Linked DNA regions of Mus musculus: region 2 is linked to region 1. A link is a contact called in public Hi-C data. All regions are on one chromosome and are shown on one strand. Each heading gives the region's core, a stretch centred on a gene start, on an enhancer-like site or on the middle of the called end of the contact. The rest is flanking DNA. Distances are from core to core; before and after follow the strand shown. Region 1 has its middle 240 kb from the start of Gm30789. Region 2 overlaps Pde7a (phosphodiesterase 7A).

Region 1 (3,767 bases), core at 964-3,463:
CTTTATAATGAACGACTATGGATTGACTATGTTACCCACAAAACTACTGAAAATGTAATCCCCATAAGACAGTGTTAGAGGTCGGGCCTAAAGGGATGAGATGAAGTTGTGAAGAAGGAATGAAATGGTTAGTTCACTCTTGTTTATCTCCTTTTGTTCACCTTCTTCTTTGCCTTCTATGGGATGTGTGATGCACTTAAGAGATATACAGTTTTCCCACTAGTTAGTATAGGCTCTTTCCTGTGCTGTCTCATTGCATAAAATCCATGTAAGTATTATTTACATTTTTCTAATGTAAGACAATGAATTTCTGAAAAGTAATAAATAGTAGTTGTTAGAGTTGGGCATTACACAATGACAAGCAGCAGGTAGAGACAATGGCAATCGTTTTGTATTATGTGAGCAAAATCCACCTTGTTAGTCAAACGGGAGATAAAATTGGAAATGTGTGGGCAATTGATGGAAGATTTAGAATGTCAGCCTGAAGACTGTACCTACCTACAGTGGCATTGCCAAGCAACTGCAGATTTTGAGAAGCTGGGTGAAGTGATGAAAACAATATTGAAGAAAAGGAATTCAACATTTGTGAGGGGAGAAAATAGGGAAACCAGCCAGAAGGCTTTTACAGTAATTGAGGCACATGTTAAATCCAGTGTATATGAACAGTGGCTATAGACAGGAGAAGAAGAGGAGCTCACTCGCTTCTTTGTTTATGATTTATTCTATTTCAAAAATGCTTTAAGGTACTTTGCAAGACTTCAAGCAACAGAACATACAAAAGAATGTCATAAGGAAAACATTTAAAAAGATTGTACTAGGATAATCAAATAGAACCAGGACTAATTCCTAATGTGCTTGGTATCCTACTCATATTCAAAGTAATCCAATAAAGGAACAAATGTGAGCACCGTAAGGACACAATCCTGCTCATTTGGCATAAAGAAGGGTGAGTCTAATGAATATACCTTTAGTCATTCCAAAGCTTGTAGTTCTTGATAAATATTTTATGGCAATATGTTCATGTTATAGGAATCCCATGCTGTAGTTACTGACTATAGAAGGAACCAGAAACACATACCTTATTAGGTTCAGCTGGTTAGGAGTGGGATAGATGACTAGATAGACCACCCCAACTCACACACTGTAGGGAAAGAGAATTTCATTTACAAAGAAACACACACACACACACACACACACACACACACACACACACAATTAGTTATAATGGACTCCAATTCCAGCTTTGTATAAGCTGAGATTAGGGAAATCTTAAAACAGGTCAGTGAGACAGCTCAGTGAGGAAAGGCACTTGCCACACAGCCTGATGACACGAGTTCAATACTCTGTACCTCAATGGAGGAAAGAGAGAACTGTTTTTGTGCAAGTTGTCCTCTGACCTTCACACATGTGCCACAACAATAGACACCTGTGTGCACACACATATATACACAATAAATGCAATGAAAATAAGCTTCAAGCAGGTGTAACTGACATTACAGATATAAATATATATAAATTGCATAATTTCAACATTATGTAGTTCTTACCTTAGTTATACTTTGTATAGCTTGTGACATGCATTTTTACAGATGAATTAATGTTCTGTATGGTGTGCGGCAGTGATTAACCTAATGGCACTAGACAGTGAATTAGTAGGATGGAGAATGATGGAAATGAGGATGTGACTGTACCCTTTCTTCAATGCCCAGTAAAATCAATACAAAGAGGGGTTTAGTTGGAAACAACAGAGTTCATGGTAAAGAGAGTTTGTTAAATGAAGCTTTGACTAGTGCTCTCAGTTATGACAAATGTATTAATAAACAAAATAAAATGTTTTATTTTTACACTAGGAGACTTAGACACGTGTTTCTACTCTGTTTCATTTTAAATGACAAGCTATAACTCTCTAAATTAACTTTATACCCAAGTGAGTTATGAACAGTATTTGGTAACATTATTCTAAAAGCTATCATTGCCCTGAAATGGGATGGCAAGCAGTGGTCATGGACATTATGCAGTCTGTCACAACAATAAAAACACTGTGTTCAGCTTGAGTCACACTAATTTCTCTACCATGTGTGAGCGCGTATTTCTGATGTAGGTCCCTAAATGCTGGAAAGTCCATTATTGTTTACTGTGAAAGTTATTACCCCAGTCAGAAAAAGCATGCCAGCACGATTTACCTTCACCCAGTTGCCCAGTCCCATGGAAGGCTCCACTAGAGTGTTGACATAGAGCTTCAGGCATGTATTGACACTGGAGCACTGCACCAGCCACCTTGTACCTTGAGAAAGGACCACATTGCAGAAATACCCCCACATATAAGTAGCTTGTCTTATGCATGCTCACTAGTTAGACAAGTGATAAGTACTCAATACATCCAGATAAATGAAGGTTTCTATGGACAGAATAGAGAAATAACTCAAGATGTTCAATGTGTGCAGTTTAAAAATGGTAGTAAAACATGACTGTAATAACAATTACCATTGTTCCCATTTTTAAGCCTACAGTTCCATCATATTGAGTGTTTCTACATTAGTTTGTGTCTGTCACATCCTTCTCCACAATGGGATTATTTTACCAAACCTATTGGATACCACATCTACATCCATTATTGCCAAACCTGCCTCCAATTCAGTCTCTATGAATTTAGCTTCTTTAGATACTACATGTAAGTTCATCATACAATGTTTGTTCTCTGAGCACTTGTTTTCTTAGTAACTGTTGTGTAACCCTGTGTGTGGAGCAGGAGAGCTGTGGACAAATACACATTGACTCCGAGCAAACAGTGGAAGCAGCCTTACTGAACCAGGGATCAGAAATCACTCTATTGGTAGTTTTCAAAAAGACTTTTTTCTTAGAAACAAATTTATTATTTGACTTACCAGTGGTTAAGACAGTGGCTTGTACATTCCCAGCAAGAATAAGGTACAGAGATCACACCATGTGCATTGACAAAAGATTTTCAGATTATATTTGTGTTTCAAGGAGATGGCGTCCTGATTACCTCTAGCACTGTGGTGTGAAGATTTTTATTGGGTCTAGAACCCAGATGATTTTTCGAAGATTCAAATAGCTAATCACAGTTGTCAATGGGGAGCTGATGAACTATGACCAGCACATTTTCTTTCTCCTGAACATGGGCATTACGGCATTCAGCTGATCTTAGCAAGTGCTTCTGGCAAAAGCTGTCAGTTATGGTAATAAACTGAATGGCTGGGAGCTGAGCGGATATAGATATGACCTCTGTTGTTCTAATTGTCATCATGGCTGTACACAACACCCAGAAGACAGAATGAGTGACTAACCTAAGGTGTAATTGTTTGTGATTGTAGTGTTGAGGGCACGTTGCTTTAGATTTCACACATTAGATTTAGTGGGGTCAGGGGAGAGAAGGAAATAAGATAAGAATATCTTATAATGGTGAATATAATGGTGAGATAAGAATATTGACACTTTATCCTTTCAGAACCCATGGAACATGACTTCCTAATAGAGCTTAGGTTAGGTTCCTTATCAAATCAAAGAGCAGAGACCCAGTCTTATTGCTTGGGTGCCTAATCCCAACCAAATGTGGCCATTCTTTAGGTAGAGCAAAATGTGGATTGCTTTAGAAAGTGAAGAGAAAGAAAGGCAGGCAGAGAATCATACAACACATAGAATAATAGGTTCAAAATAACCTCAGAGCAAATTCAGGTTGATGATTCCAGATGTGTGATCCTCACAGCATTGCTAGTTAAATGTGACGAGGATCCATTCTCGTAGTT
Region 2 (4,132 bases), core at 795-3,294, 350 kb before region 1:
CTAATATTTTGGCTGACACTGGAGTGGAACTGAAGAACATTAAAACTCTAGATGTTTTAAAGATTAATTCAAGACATATTTTAACAGCTTTTTCCTCTGTCTCTCAAGGTTTTATGACTTACCTAGTGGAGCCTTTATTTACAGAGTGGGCCAGGTTTTCAGACACACGGCTGTCACAGACGATGCTTGGACATGTGGGGCTGAATAAAGCCAGCTGGAAGGGACTGCAGAGACAACAGCCCAGCAGCGAGGATGCCAATGCTGCATTTGAGTTGAACTCACAGTTACTAACTCAGGAAAATCGGTTATCATAACCCTGAACCAGTGGGACAACTCCCTCCTGCAACATTGTGGAAATGTGAAATGGTCTTGAGTGGAAGAACTGGTTCTGACTGCTGAGGTTTCCAAGGGGATGATGCCAGCATTATCTATCAAGATGTCTTCTGTTAGATCATACGAGCGCACGTTTTAATGGTAAGACATGAATATACAGCAATATGCATCTTGCTTTTGTATGAAACCTTAAGTCTGTAAAGCTCAGCAGGAGAACCACAAAGGGTTCTTAACGAAGGAAGATGATGTTTTAGGTGTGCCATGTGCTTTCAGAGTGTGTGTCCTTCAAGCCCTGAAACTTGAACTCAACCTCAGCAGCAATCTTGATGCAACCAGTCCAGTCCAACAGCGCATCCGTCCCTTCCACTACATTCTCTCTGAGAAAACAGAAATGTGAAGTGCCCAGCCTCTGCTGCCTCTGGCAAGAATCAATCAAATGTTTACAAATCAAATCTGAACTATTGGTTCTAAATTGCCTCGGAGCATCGTTGTGAAGGAACCACTGACCGTTCTCAGCTGAGCTGGAGACTGCAGCTCTTCGCAGCATTTGCCTTTTCTTCTTCGGATGTCAATGTCATCATCGCCTCCCACCTGCTGCTCTGCTCTGTGCCTGGAGACTGAGCATTTATTTACCACAGACGCCACACGAAGCTTTTCACTCCAGCGTGGTTGGCAATGCAGATTCCTTTTTTAACTGTTAGTTTTTAACATGGGGTGGGAGGGAAGGAACACCACTGTCCTAGCTGTGTTCTGACTCTGCAGTGAAGACACTGCATGTTGTTTTCACTACTGTACACTTGACCTACACATGCAAGCAAAAGGTGGAATGTTTAACATACCATAATCAGCTCAGGGGATTTGCCAATCTGAAATAAAGTGGGCTAGGGAAGTGTGTCCTTCAAATCAAGGGTACTAAAGTCCCTTTCGCTGCAGTGTGTGAGAGGTATGTTGTGTATGGCTGTATGGATGTGTGTTTGCGTGCATGTTTGTGCATGTATGGCTGTGCATGTTCTGTCCATCCATGTGGGAAAGGATTAGAAGTGTAAGTTCTTATTTATTGTTCTAGAATGTGACATAGTGAGCAGCCACACTTGGGGGAGGGGAAGGTAGGTGAAGCTGTAAGATTGCTCCAGATGCCTTAAACTATGCACAAAGCTAAGTGACCAAACTTCTCATTTTGATTTGAAAAGTGCATTGTTTTCTTGTCCCCCCTCCCCCACTTTGATGAAACATTACCCTTTGGCGGACCTTTTGATGTGAGTAGATGTTTTCTAGGATAAAATTTAAGGACTAATTTTAGACTTAAAACATTCCACTTTTGTAAGTTGTTTTCAGTGGTCTTATGTAGAGCAAGCACAACTGTAACCTAGTTTAAGAGAAACGGTGCTTTCTTTTAGTTACCTTCTATTTCCCTTGTTACTGTTTAAGACTGTTCATTATGTTTACAGTTTGTTGCAACAGCCATCTTGGGAGAGAACTTGAGTGTAAAGCCATGTGTGAAGGCTTGGGCACACTCGTTTAAACACGTGCCTGTTGCTTCACCTTCTGATTGACAAATAAAACCGGTCTTTGCTCATTGGTTAATCTTTGCACTCTACCTTACCACTCAGTCCTTTGGAAGTGACATGCTGGATTCTTAGGTGATCAGTTAGCTGCTGCCTCTCCCGTTCAGTCCTGGGTATTTTGAAGTCTAAGTTGTATGCAGACTTTGTCTTCCTGGAGTGTATGAGCCTCACTCTGCACCGTACAAGTGTGGCAAGGTCTGGTTCCGTTTGGTCATTCTTGTATAGCATTTGTTGGAAATTGCCTAAGAAATCACACCCTTGAAAGGGATAAAAATAGCAGTTGTGTTTGTATTCCTGGCCTTTTACAGCAGTAAGTAATAACCACTTAATTCTTTCTTTCAGATAGCCTGGTAACAATGTAGACAGACTGGCCTCAACTCAGATACCTCCCTGCTTCTGGGTCCTACTATTAAAGGTGTATGCCACCATCCACAGTGCCAATAGAGTGGCCTTACTGCCCTCCCAGGCCTAACTCATGAGAAGGGATACCGTTCACGTTTTAGATCAGACGTATCTGCTCCTACTTCCTAGAAGAAAGTACAAGTGTTAGTGAACCCACTCAAATGTTTGCCCAGTTTTCTAGAAAAGCTGAAACTTTAGTAATTCTAATATATCCAAAATATTTTCTTTTAGTATAATTAAAGTGGGTTGCTAAGTCTCTGAAATCCAGTGTGTGTTTTAAACTTACAGTACATCTCAATTTATACTAGCCTCATTTCAAGTGGTCACCCATGCCCACATTCGGCTCTCCTATTAGCATGGGTACAGGATAATAGTCATTACCCAAAGACAGCCACTGGCCCCTCCTAAAGTGACAGCATATTTGACCGTCCGGGGTCTGAGGAAGTCTCCTGCAAGCTAACATTACCTTAAACAAGTTCACACAGTATCTGATAACTGCAAAGAAAAGTCTTGGTATTTTAATTTGCAATGAAAAACATAACTACCAATCTTTCTCCCTTTAGGTAAATCTTCAGAAGCCAAATTAGGATCAGCTGGTTTCCTCAGCAAGAATTCTGAGCAAGGGACACAAAGTTTCCTAAAGCATCCATCTCCCTGTGGAGATAGCTGCTACTATCATATCTGTGAACTGGGTTCCTCCTCCCCTGGATGCTAGAGGTTCTCTGCCGCTAGCGGCTTCTATACATTGGCTTGATTGGCAGCTCCATTGTGTTCAAGTTTAATAGCAGGAAGGTTTAGCTTTCCTGACTCAGCTTCTCAAAGGGTCACCTTAGTGGTGCTTGCAAACCCATCACATTTGTTTTCTGCAGCTGTGGGAATTACCTGCCTCAACCTATTTTCCTTGATCAGCTGGGTTTTCTACAAGAATTTAAGGAACCATTTAGGTCACTTTTTAAAAAGCAAATTCATTAAAAAAAAAAAAAAAAGCAAATTCAGAGTAGCACAAAATTCATGGTATTTCATGATATATTGGACACTTCAAAGAATTTTTGAGTATGTAGCAGCCATTTGGGAATCTGGGCCCACTGCTGAAGGGGCGCTGGGGTAGGTTAGGGAGTCTCTGCTCTAGAGGTGAGAAAAAATTTTAACAAGTCTTGTCCTAACATGGTCATCAACACTGTACTCTAAACATATTAGTTTGTAATGAATCTCCGTATTAAAAGAAAAAAGCAAAATTTACATTTTTTTTGTCCTTTGCAAACTTGGAAAAAAATATCCTGTACCTGAGATATAGGTTAGAGGTGCACTAATCCCTTCACAGCTCTGAAAATGAATGCCTTTTCTAAATTTAGTTAGTTAGTTAGTTTTTTGTTTTTGTTTTGTTTTTTCAAGACAGGGTTTCTCTGTGTGTCCCTGGCTGTCCTGGAACTCTGTAGACCAGGCTGGCCTCGAACTCAGAAATACACCTGCCTCTGCCTCCCAAGTGCTGGGATAAAAGGTGTGCGCCACCGCTGCCGGACTCAAGCTTATGTCTTACGGTCAGTAACTTAAATGTGCAAACTAGTTGCCACACTTTTGCCATGTTTTTGAAGCATAACTTTGAAACTGCAGCCATTGTGTCCTAAGAACCTGCGTAGCATCGAGAGGACCCCCAAGGGTCTTCAGGAGAGAGAGCCACCACTGAGGAGCAGCATGGGGGTGAACTGACAGGAACATAAAAGGTCTCTCACATTCTTCAGTGTGCAGGGTAGTGGGCAGATGTAAATTGGGCTATCAGTAAACAAGTTACTGTGGAGTTCTATGTACCCTTTATCACGTTATTGCTAAGACAT

Evidence for each region. A called contact is a pair of places that touch in the nucleus more often than the background predicts.
Region 2: a Hi-C map of liver shows a contact between it and region 1, with 2.5 times the contacts expected there. The contact joins two enhancer-like sites. A contact is called at or near these places in 1 of 484 Hi-C or Micro-C datasets (liver) and 1 of 9 other capture datasets (pancreatic islet).

What each region holds. Positions count from the first base shown.
Region 1 is chr3:18,876,242-18,880,008 of GRCm38.p6, reverse strand. No RefSeq gene overlaps it. Among named protein-coding and RNA genes, the nearest start is that of Gm30789, 240 kb to the right of the region's middle. Within about 2 kb of position 2,213, at least 3 of the 459 cell types and tissues checked have an H3K27ac peak or open chromatin away from gene starts, as enhancers often do. A contact at or near this core is called in liver, where this site is marked.
Region 2 is chr3:19,223,818-19,227,949 of GRCm38.p6, reverse strand. It overlaps Pde7a (phosphodiesterase 7A), which reads left to right. Exons shown (of 13, transcript NM_001122759.2): 13 at 109-4,132. The coding sequence ends at 314. Among named protein-coding and RNA genes, the nearest start is that of Mtfr1, 38 kb to the right of the region's middle. Within about 2 kb of position 2,044, at least 6 of the 459 cell types and tissues checked have an H3K27ac peak or open chromatin away from gene starts, as enhancers often do. A contact at or near this core is called in liver, where this site is marked.